Linked DNA regions of Mus musculus: region 1 is linked to region 2. A link is a contact called in public HiChIP or PLAC-seq data. All regions are on one chromosome and are shown on one strand. Each heading gives the region's core, a stretch centred on a gene start, on an enhancer-like site or on the middle of the called end of the contact. The rest is flanking DNA. Distances are from core to core; before and after follow the strand shown.

What was found. HiChIP or PLAC-seq counts read pairs in DNA pulled down with a chosen protein or histone mark.
Region 1: a contact with region 2 is called in a FOXA1 HiChIP or PLAC-seq map of pancreatic cancer cells. The contact joins two enhancer-like sites. A contact is called at or near these places in 4 of 39 promoter capture datasets (frontonasal cranial neural crest, hematopoietic stem and progenitor cells, hippocampal neurons and 1 more), 1 of 15 datasets of contacts at CTCF or cohesin (the NIH/3T3 cell line), 1 of 115 datasets of contacts at active chromatin or transcription factors (pancreatic cancer cells) and 3 of 9 other capture datasets (adipose tissue, liver and pancreatic islet).

The regions. Positions count from the first base shown.
Region 1 is chr12:73,321,151-73,328,308 of GRCm38.p6, reverse strand. The region is part of intron 5 of Slc38a6 (solute carrier family 38, member 6); the gene reads right to left. Among named protein-coding and RNA genes, the nearest start is that of Slc38a6, 38 kb to the right of the region's middle. Within about 2 kb of position 3,373, at least 95 of the 459 cell types and tissues checked have an H3K27ac peak or open chromatin away from gene starts, as enhancers often do. A contact at or near this core is called in the NIH/3T3 cell line and pancreatic cancer cells, where this site is marked.
Region 2 is chr12:73,086,069-73,092,983 of GRCm38.p6, reverse strand. No RefSeq gene overlaps it. Among named protein-coding and RNA genes, the nearest start is that of Six4, 24 kb to the left of the region's middle. Within about 2 kb of position 3,898, at least 40 of the 459 cell types and tissues checked have an H3K27ac peak or open chromatin away from gene starts, as enhancers often do. A contact at or near this core is called in the NIH/3T3 cell line and pancreatic cancer cells, where this site is marked.

The DNA of each region.
Region 1 (7,158 bases), core at 2,124-4,623, 240 kb before region 2:
CCTTAGCTATGGCTCCTGTAAGAAATGTCTATGGATATAGAAATGTCTTCTCGCTTGTTATACTTTCTCAGGAGAGACACCATGAGCTGGGCACAGGACAGAGGAAGGCTGATGCTTACCTCCTTGCTCAAGGGTTTGGAGTCATCACGGTAGTTTGTTTTCCAGAGAACTAACTATATGTACATGATGTGATGCAGAGGTTTTGCGATTGGCTTAGAAACTCCTTAAATGTATCTTGAGAGAGGAGGAGGGGTAAAGAGACAAAAGTACATTCAGAAAAGGGATGCAACAGAACAAGGCCCGCAGAACGACTTCCGACCCAACACTTTTATCATCTGAGCATCGGGCCTTCGGCTGGGACTCATCCAACACCATCTGCATCTCTAAAGTTTCAGACATCCATCGCTTCCAGTAATTTTCTATTTTTTTTGATCTTTAATTGTAAAAAAGCTACAATGAGCGTGAGATTGTATTTCTTCCCATATACAATCTGCCATTCTTCCCAGGATTCTATTAGCCTCTGGCTAATCACTCCATCACTTCTGTCCTGAAGCCTTCACCCTGCTGTTCAAATGGGAGTCCTGTGTCAACAGATTCCAGTCTGAAGAGCCATGTGGATTTTAAGAAATACGAACTCACTAAACATATGTTTCTGTTTTTTTAAAAAAGGCCTCTCAGTATACACGAGTATAATAAAAGATGTAAAACCCTGCTTCTTCCTTGGAGAATGCTGGTGTGTTTTAAGAGCTACAAAACCACAGAGTCTACCGTGGGGAAAATCCCACTGGTTGAGCAAGTAAAACAAAGAAATCTCACTGTTAAAGCTACTTTTTCTTAACCACAAATAAATTTTCATGTAAGTACTAACACCTTAACATATAATACACAATACTGAGAACAAAAGATTCAGATACACTAGAAATACACCTTAATTACAGACAGCCACATCAAAAGATCCAGTCAATAAAGTAAGCTGAGAAAGGTTTAGAAAAATATTATCAGCGGAAAAGCTCATATATCCACTGTTTTTAACCAGAAGGTCACTAGGTTGAAAAGCTGGTTGCCTTGTCTTTTGTCCCATGTCTTCTATTAATGGCATAAGGAAATGCTTAAGACATCTTGGAGAGACAGGCCATAAGCAAAAATTTGTAAATGATTTTTGCTGGAATCTCTCCATGGTACAGACTCCTAATACAACATGCTTCCTCCAAATTAATGGCTGACCAGCGTCATCCACAAGGACCACAGTTACAGGCAAACAGTTCTGGCCTCCTTAACACCAGAGCCAAGATCCGTGTCTAAGATACACCTGGACGACAGTTATCAGCCATTACAAATCAGTTAGTTTCACCACATTAGCCGAATAGGTATTCTTTCCCCTTTGTTTTGAATGAAACTATGCTGGAAAGAAAATGAAGAATGCTGTCAACCTAGTCAAGACACAGGAATTGAAAAATCACATGGAAAAGCGATGGTTCCATCAGGAAAGCACTGAGACAGAGACGTCTGGTCAGGCAACAGCAGGTAGAAAAGTCTCACTACTGCCTGAGGTCATGGGAGTCATGAGTTTGGACACAGAGGAGCAAGGCTAGAGAATGAGGACACTGCTCACACTGAGCACAGCAAGCATCTTCCATGCTTGGCTACATTCTAAGTGATAGGAAGTTCTTTGCACACCTTTTTCATACTGACCTGCCAGGAAGCCATGATTTCGCCCACAGAGATTGGGAGTCCTGTGCACACATTTGCTACGTGGGTGCTGGTGCAAACAGTTGGTCTGACTTGAGGGGCTCGCTCTATTACAAGCTAGTTTGCCCTGGGCAGGTGGGGGAAGCCATCAGCCAAAGCCAAGAAAAATAAGAAAACTCTGTCAAAGGGCCCTCTCTAGAATGAAGCCTTTATTTATTTTTATCAGCATTTAAGCAACAAACAGCTTTTGGCTGCTGAGTTCATCAGCTGGGCTCAAAGAAAATAACCATCTCTCTAATGAAGATCAAAGTTTTGCACCACACTGGAGACATCCTGCTTTGTTAATGGAGTCCATTTGGGGCTGTAGCCCGTTTGTTGGAGTAACTGGCTCAAAATTCATGAGCTTCATGCCAGGACTTCATAGTATCTGCTGTCATTATTTAGTTGCATGTCAGTAGAGGCAGAGCTGCAAAGAGAAAGTCTCCTATTTGCATGTATCAGAGATTTAACACATCACTGAAACCTGAAAGAAAAGACAAAAAGCAATCCCCTTCCCCTGTGTCTCTAAGCTTTAGAACTAGCGCTCCCCAAGCAACCTGAGATATTTCTCCGTTTGTCATTAGTTAACCACATAACTTTAAGAAAGAAAAGACTTGACTGAGTTTGGGTCTAAACAATCATTTGTCTAAAAGACAATCAGTCATGTTGTCAGGCACTTAGGAGAACATGCATGAAGCTGGGATGACATTCAGCTATTTTAAAAATAGCACTGGGTTCTCAGCACTCGCGGGGTTGGGGGTGGGGAGCCCAGCAACGCTCAGAGGTTAGTCAGAGGCCTAAACAAACAGAGGCACTATGGTTTGTCTTTCCATGGTTTGTCTTTAGTCATGGATAATAACTACTGTATTCAAGATGGCTCATTAACCTGGTGTTTCCACTAGATTTCTAAATGCATGGAAATTTTAGACCCACTCAAACTGTATCAGTCTCTTTCTTAAGAAGAATCCTTTTTTTTTTCCCTCAAAATCTCTATAAAACAATGTAATTTCCCTAAGTTGTGCAAAACTGGAAAAAATTTCACATGGTGGAAAATGTTACTTCACTGTCCTAAAAGAGCCCTTATTTTACAGTTTGTTAAGACCCTAAACCTAAGCAGGACCAGAGAAGCAGGCCTAGTGGCTAGGCTCTAGAATTCCAGTGACTCGGGGCTGATATCAGAGGATCAAGAAGTTCAAGGCCTGCTTGTCTCTAACAGAAGGGAAAGGAGGGCTAGGGGAAAAGCCTGCTTAGCCTGCATGCAATCCTCAGACACACACACACACACACACACACACACACACACACACACACACACAGAGTCATCTATTTTTAAAATCTTGTTATCAAACGTCAACTGAAATAACTGCTAATGCACTGCTTTTGAAATGATGTTACTACTAAATTTTGTCAAGGCAAATGCCATAGTGCCTCTGTTTGTTTAGGCCTCTGACTTGTGAAAAGGGACTCCTCTCAAATTTCCCATACTTCTAGACTTTTGCAATATTTTCTAGAATTTGGAGATAATACTGTTCAGGTTTTAAAGCAAAACAAAACAAAACAACCAACCAACCACAAAGCTGCAGTGTGCCTGACCAGCAGATGGTGGTGTAGCAGCACTTCCAAGCCCAGCTCCTGAGGGACAGGCCAGACCTGTCCCTGTATCACTACCCTGGGCTCCTCCTTCACAGTCATAAGAAGAGGAAGAACACAATATAAGCTGTCTAACATTTCATCATGGACTGTGGTTGTTTGCTGGGTCTTGTCTGTAAGATGCAGACTCTGAGCTATCTTAGTGCATAGGCAGCTGTGGTTCTCCCACACCTAATAGCCCGAACTGAGGCATTAATCAAGGCTGCTAACGTCTGTGGATTCGGTGCCAGACTTTCCAGTCCGGAAAACTTGGGCCATCCTAGCCATTTCGGGAGGTTCCCGTGAAGCTAGGTTTCTCCTGACAACGTACAGCGAGTCAATGGTTAATCTTCTGTGAGGCCCTAGGAGCTAAGCCATGAAGACTCACATATTATAGAAGTAGAGGAAGTTGGCCCGCTGCTCAGAGCCACTCATGGAAATGTTGTGAGTTGAGCAAGATGTGTGAATTAGGAACATTAAGTGGCTCTGCTTTAGCCGTGGACTTCCAAGAGTGAGTAGGACTTTCCTTGGCGTAACTGAGCTGAGGGGAGGTTTGCTGTTTGATTTCCAGTGACAGTGCCGCCTACGGAATGGTCTACCACAGAAGTTTAATTTCATGTGAAACTGACTATTTTTCAGATGGTGGGAAGAGTGAGTAATGAAACAGCAGGCGCTGTGAGAACAGCTGGCCTTCCCACCACACTACTCGGTCCTCTTAGAAGGTACTTCAGTAAGTTCAAACCCAGCACTCGCATTCTCTTGCCAGCAACAACATTCAACATTAACGCTCTAGGATGGCTCCTTTCTCCCTCTGGCCCAGCAGAAACTTTCTCACAGCAAACGCTAGCTCTGCTGAAGGCAGGGGACACAGAGAGCTACAGCTGGTCCTCGCCTCATTCAGGCTCCAAATCACTGCTGAGAGACCAGATCATTTTCTTATGGCTCTCCATGTTCTAAAGGCCAATAACTCTAAAACCTTAAGAGCCCTAAATGTCATAATTGGCATTTTCACAGGTTATTGGAAGGAAGCCCCTACCACAGTCACTTTGGTAAGTCACACTGGTGCCTGTGGTCAGCGTGAGTGCCTGTTTGTTTATGACTATGGTAAGGGAATAAACCAGGCCTTCACCAAAGACCCACAGAATAAGTAGTCAAATGTAATTTATGAATTTATGATCATTTTGCTCTTGTTTTTCCTTTTAGTGTTAGGGATTAAAACAAGAAGGTGAAGATGTTTAAACATTACATAGCACAGAACAGAAGTTGGGGCCACAGGAGATATGCATGACATATATTTTGTGAAAAGTCTTTAACTTAAAAAGAGAGCGAGAAGCTGGGTGTAATGGCTAACAACATTTGTCAACTTGACAGGATCTAGAACTCCTGGGAGACAAGTTTAACTGTGGCTGAAAGAGCCACCCCAGGACTGTGGACAGTGTCACTCTGTGGGAAGGAGTCCTGGATTAAAGAAAATGGGGACAGAAGGGGAGCACCACTAACCCCTGCTCTCCACTTCCTGACTGTGGGGCACTCTGTCAGCAGCCTTAGGGTACTGACTGTGGGGCACTCTGTCAGCAGCCTTAGGGTACTGAAGCGCTACCTTCCCCTCCAGGATCTTGTCCCCTGGAGCTGTAAGCAGAGATAAAGCCCCTGCTCAGGTACTTGGTTGCAGCATTAGGTAAAGTAACTAATATATTAGGTGTGGTACACTCCTGCAATCCCAGTGGTGAACATCTGCAATCCCAGTGCCCAGGCACCAAGGCAGAAAGACTAAGACTCAGAGGCTAACCTAGACTGCACAGTAACAACCTGTAACACAAAAAGGGAAGGGGGAGAGACTGAAAGAGTTAGGAAGCTTTAAGACATGACACCTAACTAAAAATACAGACTCTGCCCCATTAATGCCTAAAAGAATTGACATGCCATGGCACCTTCCCCAAGAACCACATCAGAATCTACACTTCTAGATGAAAACAGATTCCAAGCTCTGCATTTCCCACCAAAATTTTTAACAAAGGCAAAACTAAAGCCAAGAGAATGAGGGGGGGGAGAGGGAGAGGGAGAGGGAGAGGGAGAGGGAGAGGGAGAGGGAGAGGGAGAGGGAGAGGGAGAGGGAGAGGGAGAGGGAGATCCTTGAAGCATGTGCCTACTTGACCAAAGGCTGGAGGTGACAGAACACAAGGCATCTGACATGTGACCCAGTGCACTACTGACAAGAGGAAGCTTCAAATTCTATTGTAAGGAGGAATAATTTATGCCTGTTGGCTGAGGGCTGAAGTCTCTGGAAACCTGCTGCCACTTACTTATTCCTCACAGGCTCTCAATAAGTCAGCTTTCAAGTAATGTGACTAAAATAATGCATCCATCACTGTAAAATAAGCATTCCTAGCTTTCCTGAACGTAAGGGCATTTAAAATGTGGCATCTAAGTTGCCCTTTTCTATCTAGTTCTAAAACAAGCAAGCGAACACCAGCCGTAAGAACGCAGAGACCTGATGGTTCACACCCCAAATCCAAGAACCCCACCCCCACCCCATTCAAAGGGCTGCCCACACAGCTTCATCGGGATGTTTTCAGGGACAAAGAACACTTTTTAAAAGGTGGTGGGTCATCTCCACTTCAATCACACAGCTTAATGGCAGGGCTACGTGCTAAGTCTGACAGTGTCCCCAGTAGGAAGCAGTCCCAAAAGGAAAAAGTGTTTGAGGTGGCATGTAAGGATGGGAAAGGGAAGACTCCACACTCACACACGGATTTAGCCCCATTGTAACAAAAATAAAAGTCTGACAACAGTGCTCTATGTGAGCACCTGAAGGCTCCCGCCACATTTGATCTGGTAAAAGAGCCCTCACTCAACTTGGTTTCCTTCATTTTGGACTTCGAGCCTCCAAGAGCTAATAACTGTTTATTACAAAAATTACCCAGTCAATGGTATTCTGTTACAGAACACAGAACGAACGAGCAAGAGTATCCTAGACAAGGAACTTAAATTAGCCTCTCTGTGGACTTGTTTGCATCAGAACCAATTTTGCTCTCAAAAAAACCCCAAAAAAACAAAAAACCAAAAACTGGATTAGTCTAGTTTTTTTTTTCTTTATCTTTTACTTTTGGCCTTGACACTACTGAAGGACCTGGCATGTTGTTTGTTCTTGCACGCATGCATGCATGCACATGTGTATGTGCGTGTGCCCGTGTTGACATGGGCTCTTTAACTTACATGTCTGAGACAGGCTCCCCACTCAAAGTGCTGCCACTGACTCAGCTATGTCAGCTGGCCAGAGTCCCAAGAGCCTCCTCTCTGCTTCTCCTGCCCTGGGTTAAGGTATCCATCGTCACACTGGGCTGTCTGAGTGCTGGGAACCTGCACTCGGATCCTTGCTTGCCCAGCAAGCACCTTACCAACTAATCTATCCACCCTCCAGTCCCCTCTTATTTTCACTTTTTTTGGGGTGTGGGGGGTTGGTGTTCTAGTGGCACGTACGGCTGTGTACCATGTGCATGTAGCACTTGTGGGGGACAGAAGGGGGCATAAAATCCCTCTGGAACTTGAGTTGCAAACAGATCTGAGTTGCCATGTGGATGCTGGGAATTGAACCTGGGTCCTCTAAAAGAGCAGTCAGTGCTCTTAACCACTGAGCCATCTCTCTAACTCGAAATGCTTAGATCTAGAGGACTGGTCATCTAAACGCCTCTCATTCCAGCAAAGCTGCAGACACTGTTGGGTGCTGGAAGTACAAAGAGGAATGGGCCATAACTGCTGAAGAATTGACAGCACATAAGATGAGTACAGGTGGAGATGATT
Region 2 (6,915 bases), core at 2,649-5,148:
CACACTACAACAGCCGGTTTTATTACGTGATAGGGACAGAGCCCAGGGCTTCGGGATTTCAATATGAGCATTTTACATCTTCAGGTCCTTTAAAATAATAATAATAAGAAGAAGATGGATGTAGACAATCATAGGCCAGGTGCTAGAACTGCCCAGAACCAGCTCCTTCCTTCTGCCCCTCCCTGAGTTGGAGTTAGTGTCAGCTGTGAGAGACAATTATGTTTTCTCCATAAGCCCGATGTCCCTGTTCCCAGCAGCTGCAAGGGTCACATATTCTAGTTTTACATAGACAAAGGAGGAATTGGATTGCAGCTGTAGAGGTGGTAGAATACTTGTGTATAGGAAGCCTTAAACTGAATAATCAAAAGTAACACATTACCCAATGAAAGAAAAGAAAGAGAAGTTTCCCCATTGTCTAAACAGGCTGGGAGTGTTCACTGTAACAACCTCAGAGAAATGTTTTCATTGGCCCATTTTACCTGTGCATTCATTCGTTCATTCATTTCCTGTGGTGCTGGGCACATCACTCGGGTCCTTTCTAAGTTTTATGCATTCTCATAGGTCCATTTGAGATCACACTCCAGTCAAGACCCAGTCATGGTGCACAAGTTAGGGATAATGTGATTGGCCAAGTTGGACAAAGTCATGGAACAGGATGCAGCTTTTTAAGAGAAGATGGCAGCACCCAGTGGACAGGTTGGGCAGAGGCATGAGAGTGGAAGGTACCTAGGAGATGGCTGCTTACCCATCAAATAGTAAATGCTAGGCTAGCAAGTAGCTCGACGGGTAAGAGTACTTGCTGACCAAGCATGAGAGCCCATCTACTGAGTTGCATGTGGAGAGATGGCTCAGTAGTTAAGAGTTTAAATTGTTCTTAGAGACAGAACCTGAATTTAAGTCCTAGCGTCCACATCAGACAGGCCACAGCTACCTGTATCTCCAACTCCAGAACATCTGATACCTATTTGAGCTTCTTAGGTACAAACACATAAATAGATAAATTACAAAAACACATAAAATTTGTTTTTTTTTTTTCGAGACAGGGTTTCTCTGTGTAGCCCTGGCTGTCCTGGAACTCTCTCTGTAGACCAGGCTGGCTTTAAACTCACAGAGATCTGCCTGCCTCTGCCTCCTGAGTGCTAGGACTAAAGGTATGTGCCACTTCGACCAGTTTATAATAAGAATTAAAAAAAAAAAAGTCAAGTGTGGTCACACCCTGAGTGCCTGTAAGTCTAGTGCTGGGAAGGGGGATGACTTATGCCAACAAGCTCCGGGTTCAGTGAGACCCTGTCTCAAGGAAGTAAGGAGGAGAGTGACAACCAAAGTGACAACCAAAGTTCTTCTCTGGCAAATGCCTGTGCACACAGGTGTACATACAGTATACAGAACAGCAACACACACACACACACACACACACACACACACACACACACACACACAGAGAACCAGAGTTTCCAGTGAAAGCATTTTAATTTTAACTGTGATGATGGTGGAGGTATTATGAAGTGAAAAACCCAGCACCTTGTCTTTCCTTCTGTCCCCGAATGGTAGCCCAGATTACATCCCCACAGACCATCTAGTTACCCAGCAAAAACACTCATAGTTACCTGCTGATTAGATCCTGGAATCGAGCTTGTTTACCCCAAACTGACCTGATAATAAAATACTGTTTTCTAACACCCAGAGCCAGCTAGCTGGTTTTGTCCAGTCTCCTTGCAGGCATAGACTTACTGATCTTATCCGAGGCCTAGCTGGTGGCTTGACTTTGAGATGGATTGTTTCCACGTTTCTCTGCCACTCTTGAGCTGGCAAAGTCTGCTTATTAACCTTTAACTCACAGTGCAAAATACCTCTGTTTGCTTTGGCCTAGCCTGATGGGTGACGAGTGCTGCCTGGGTTTGCCTTTTGTTGTTTGGTTAGCTAATTCCACTGTGTACCTTAGTCACATTTTGTATATACCACTAGACACCTTGATAATCACAATTCAAGCTTTGAAGAAAAGGAAGATTAGATAATGTGCCCTCCTTTCTTACGATTTAATTCATTACTTTCTGAGAAGGCGTGAGACTAGGCCCCAAGCCACAGTGGAGTAGACTTGTTACACGTTCCTAAGTGCAACAAGCCAGCTACTGTCACAGTATAAAAGTTAGGTTGTGCAATTATAGAAAGCTGGGGCTGGAAAAATGGCTCAGCAGATTAAAGCACTTGCCACCAAGCTTGGCGATTTGAGTTCAATCCTCAGAGCCCACAGGGTGGAGAGATGCTCCACTTTCATACTGTGGCACCCCCCCCCCCCACACACACACCCACACACATACAGACATAAAAGAAGTAAAGAGATTATTTTATGTGTATATATGTAATTACATATATGTGAGGAGGAAGGCCATCCGGTCTTCTTTGTTTTCAATTGTGGTAAAATAAATACAACATAAAATGTACTATTGTAACCTTTTTAGAAAATACAACTCACAGCTGGAGAGATAGTGTGACAGTTAAAAGACATTTGCTGTCCTTGCAGAGGACCTGGGTTCAATTCCCAGCATCCACATGATGACACACCACTATCCATAACTGCAGTTACAGAGAATCTGATGCCTTCATCTGACCTCAGTTGGCACCAGGCTTGTATATGACACACATACATAAATGCAAATGATACATTCATATACATAAAATAAATAAATCTAAACAAATGTGATGTTTAATCAGGCATGGTTCATACCTGTAGCCTAGGCATTCAGGAACCAGAGGCAAGAGGATTGCCACAAGTTTGAGACTAATCTAGACGCCATACTGAGTCCCAGGCCAATGTAGGCTGCAGTGTTAAGACCCTGGGTCTGGTCTGGAGAGATGGCTCAGAGATTAAAGCAGTTGTTGATCTTGCAAAGGACCCAGGTTCAATTTCCAGCACCACGTGGTGATTCATAACAATCTGTGATTCTTAGTTTCAGAGTACCCACTGCTCTTTTCTGACCTCCATTGGAATCAGGCTCACACATGGCACACACATGCACACACACACACACACACACACACACACACTCACTCAGGCAAAAGACAACACATTAATAAAAAAAAAAATCAATCTGGGTCTGGAGAGATGGCTTAAGAGCACTAGCTGCTCTTCCAGAGGACCCAGGTTTAATTCCCAGCACCCAGGTTCAATTCTTTGGCAGCTCACAACTGTCTGTAATGCTGGTTCCAGGAATTTAGCACTCTCAGACAGATAAACATACAGGCAAAACACCAATGCACAAAATAATAAATAAACCATTTTAAAACAAACAAACAGACAGACAAACCCCCTGTCTCAAAGAACAAACCAAACCAATGCACAGTTTTGGGGCTGGAAATATGTGGGAATATAGCTCAGAGCCAGAGCACATATTTGGTGTTTAGTATATATGTTTGTATGTGTATAAATAACATATATATGGTCTGTAGTATATATGTTTGTCTGTGGATATATAACATATATATGGTGTTTAGTAGTATTGCGTGCATTCACAGTGTCCTGTAAGCACTCTCCAGAACTATAACAATCTTGATATCCTTTGCATATATATATATATGTATATATATATGTATGTGGATATATATATACACACTTACATATACATATATATGTATATATATATTTTTTTCTGATTATGTCATATGATACAGACTCGTGATGTTTTGCTGAGGCAAGACCCACGGAAAAACAAGTGACATTTGGAGAGAGTATAAGTAGGGCCCTACAGACAGTGACGGGGGGGGGGGGGGGGGGAGCGTGCATAGTGATCTATGCAGCTCTTCCTTGGTTTCTCCTCTTTGCTGATCTTCACTTCGTTGAGAAAGGTCTGGCAGAGAACTAGCACTGCAGCTGGAGGCCAGGTGGTTTCTGCTGAATCATGCTGAATCATGCTGCCATTGCTGATTTGGGTTTGGTGACTCTTGAACTGAACTGCCGGTATCCTGACAAAAGGAGATGACATTCACAAAGAACCACTTCTAAATAGCTCCACATCCCCTTGTCCTATTTACCATCTTTTCTCCCCTACCTTTGGACTGTGGGCTAGAAGGAGAGTTGAAGCATTTGAGAACCCTTATTACATTAAGTTTTGAAAATTCTAAGCTTTCACTTCCTATTCCAGCACCTTTTTGACTCTTTGTCTCAGCAGCGTCTTGACTATTCTAGGAATCTCATATGAATGGAATTACAGAACATGTGTTCTCCCTCTCTCTCTCCCTTCCTCCTCCCCCCTCTGTGTGTTTGTGTAACAGGCCCATGCCAACATAGCCTTTTGCTTGAGTGTTCTACGTCCTTCCCCCTTGTGCCCGCTTTGTCATTAATGCTGCAGAGTGTAGCCCTCTGTCAGGAGCACGGACTGCTTCCTTTGTTTAATAAGTATTTCCTCCAGGGTTAGAATGCATCCTGGTCCGTAGCAGATGTTCCATAAGTATTTGTTCCATGAGTTAATGGAAGGCAAGGCAGGTAGTGGAGGCACACATCTTTATTCCCAGCACTCAGGCAGAAACAGGCAGATCTCTGAGTTGGAGGCCAGCCTGGTCTACAGAGTGGAACAGCCAGGGCTACACAGAGAAACCCTGTCTCAAGAAAACAGAAAAAAAAAAAAAAAAAAAAAAAAAAAAAGAAGAAGAAGAATGGAAGGCAAGCTTTTTTATAGCAGTAGCAGCAAGGAATCGGAACCCATCTATCCATCTGTTGTCTGAAGGTGTTTTGTTTTATCATCCCACGCTGTGCAGAGAGGCTGCTGCACAATTTGTTTCTGTTGACATAGATTCTTCAACTCTATGATAAACTCTTGATGTGGTCTTAAGGAAGCTAGTGGTAAATTATATTCTAATTTGCCAAAGTCAGGATGGATCAGAAGAACCAGAGTATATCTCATGCTAATACTTAAGTAGTAGAAATTTTTACATTGTCGCTCATTAAATTCCAAAAACTCTGCAAGGTCTCTGTCGTCTCCTCCCATTGCATAGTTGAACACTCAGACTAAAATTCAGAATTCTGATTCCTGACTCATTCCAAAGATGAGTAGAAGCTCCAAGATTTGAACCTCTATCTCCCACCTCCTAGGGCACTCTTCAGTCCAGAAACACTTCCCTAGGGATCATCCGCATGTGTCAGAGGGTGAAAAGAGCTGGCCTAAAAGTCAAGAAGGGTGGGGAGATGGCCTAGTGTTTAAAGTGCTTGCTTTGCAAGGGTGAGGGCTGCAGTTCAGATCCCCAGAGCCCACAGAAATGCCATGTGATTCCACCCTTGCAAGATGGAGACGGTATCCCTGAGCAAGCTGGCTAGAGTAATTAGCTATCTCTGTGAGCTCTGGGTTAGATGTAGTGACTGTCTAAGATGGAAGAGTGACAAAGGTGATTCCAACCTCAGACCTCCACATGCTCTGCACATGCGTGCACACTCCCACATGTGTAATTACATACATACAAACACAAATACACACCAACATTCGAACATGGAAAATAAAAGGTCAAGAATATTCTACCAAAGTTTCCGGAACTACTTGATATAGTCTTTCCTTTTGTTTTATTTTGTTTAATGTGGGGTCTTACGTAGCCCACGCTGGCCTCCAGCTCTCCATCCTCCTGCCTCAGCCTGTTTCACAGGACAGTCTTGGTGGGTCTTTCTGCTGTACTGTGTACTGAAGCCGGGACTTGAGCATGCTCTGCCTGGGGCAACTCTTTCAGCCTAGACACTTCTAACAAAAGCACCTTGTCCGGCACGAGGGCTGGAAAAGGTGCGTCCTTGGGTTCCTATAGAGCAAACACAAACAGTTTTGACAAAATGGTGGGGACTAGTGATTCCAAAATTGGAATGATCTTTGGCAAAGCCAATTGAGTTCAAAAATAAATCTTAGTTTGCTTAAGATATCCTCAAATTAAGCATTTTCACTGAAAGTAAAAATTTAATTCAAAACATATGTCAGCGTAAAGCCAAACCCAGCAACTTAGGGTCATTAGCATACTTGGGAACTATTGGAATGCGTATTAAAATATTGCTCCTCTTTAAGGTTTAAAAAACGTATGTCTGAGACAAGGTCTTGCTTCGTAGCCTTAGGAGCTGGAACTTGCTATGTAGTCTGGGCTAAGCTCAAAGACTTAGAGATCCACCTGTTTCTGCCCCTGAATGCTGGGATTAAAAATGTGTGCCACCATACCTAGCTTTAAATTAAAAAAAAAAAGTCTTTGTAAAAATTGGCTCTTATGTGTAAGAATGTTTTGATATATATATGTATGTGTACCTTACACATACACTCTGGTGCCTCGTGCCCATAGAGGACAGAAGACGGTCAGGGAAGGAGTTACAGACAGTTGTGAACCTGCCATGTGGGTGCTGGGAATTGAATCCAGGTTCTCTAAAAGAGGAGCCAGTGCTCTTAATCACTAAACCACCTCTCTGTCCCCAGTTTATTTCTTCTTAAAGTTGTTAAACTAGGAAAGGATGAGGCACACCTTTGAACGTTGCATCCAGCACACTGCAGGCCTGGGCACTGGTAGAATTCCTTTACCTCTGTCTGCTCAAGGTGACAAAGTCTAGAGGTGACACCCAATCTCAATTATGCCCTCGGGTCACGTTCTCTCACCTGGGGGGTGGGGGGCATCAGGAGGTGACTCTACATGGGACAGTTGATGTCCTTGCTGGCCGTTTGTTCATCCCTCAGTCAAGATGGTCTAGGTCCTTTAGAAATATATTGAATCATAGGAAAAGGGTTTTTATGTTGTTGTTTGGTTGGTTTGGTTTTCCAGTGTTTATGCAAATTTACTCATTTTCCAGCTACCTGATCTTTTTGAAGTCCAGCGGAGCAAAGCAAGGGTGGGGACTCACAAGAGATCCTGCAACAGCACTTTCTGCTGGAGCCCCTGCTGATCTAATCATTTGCATGACTATGACTA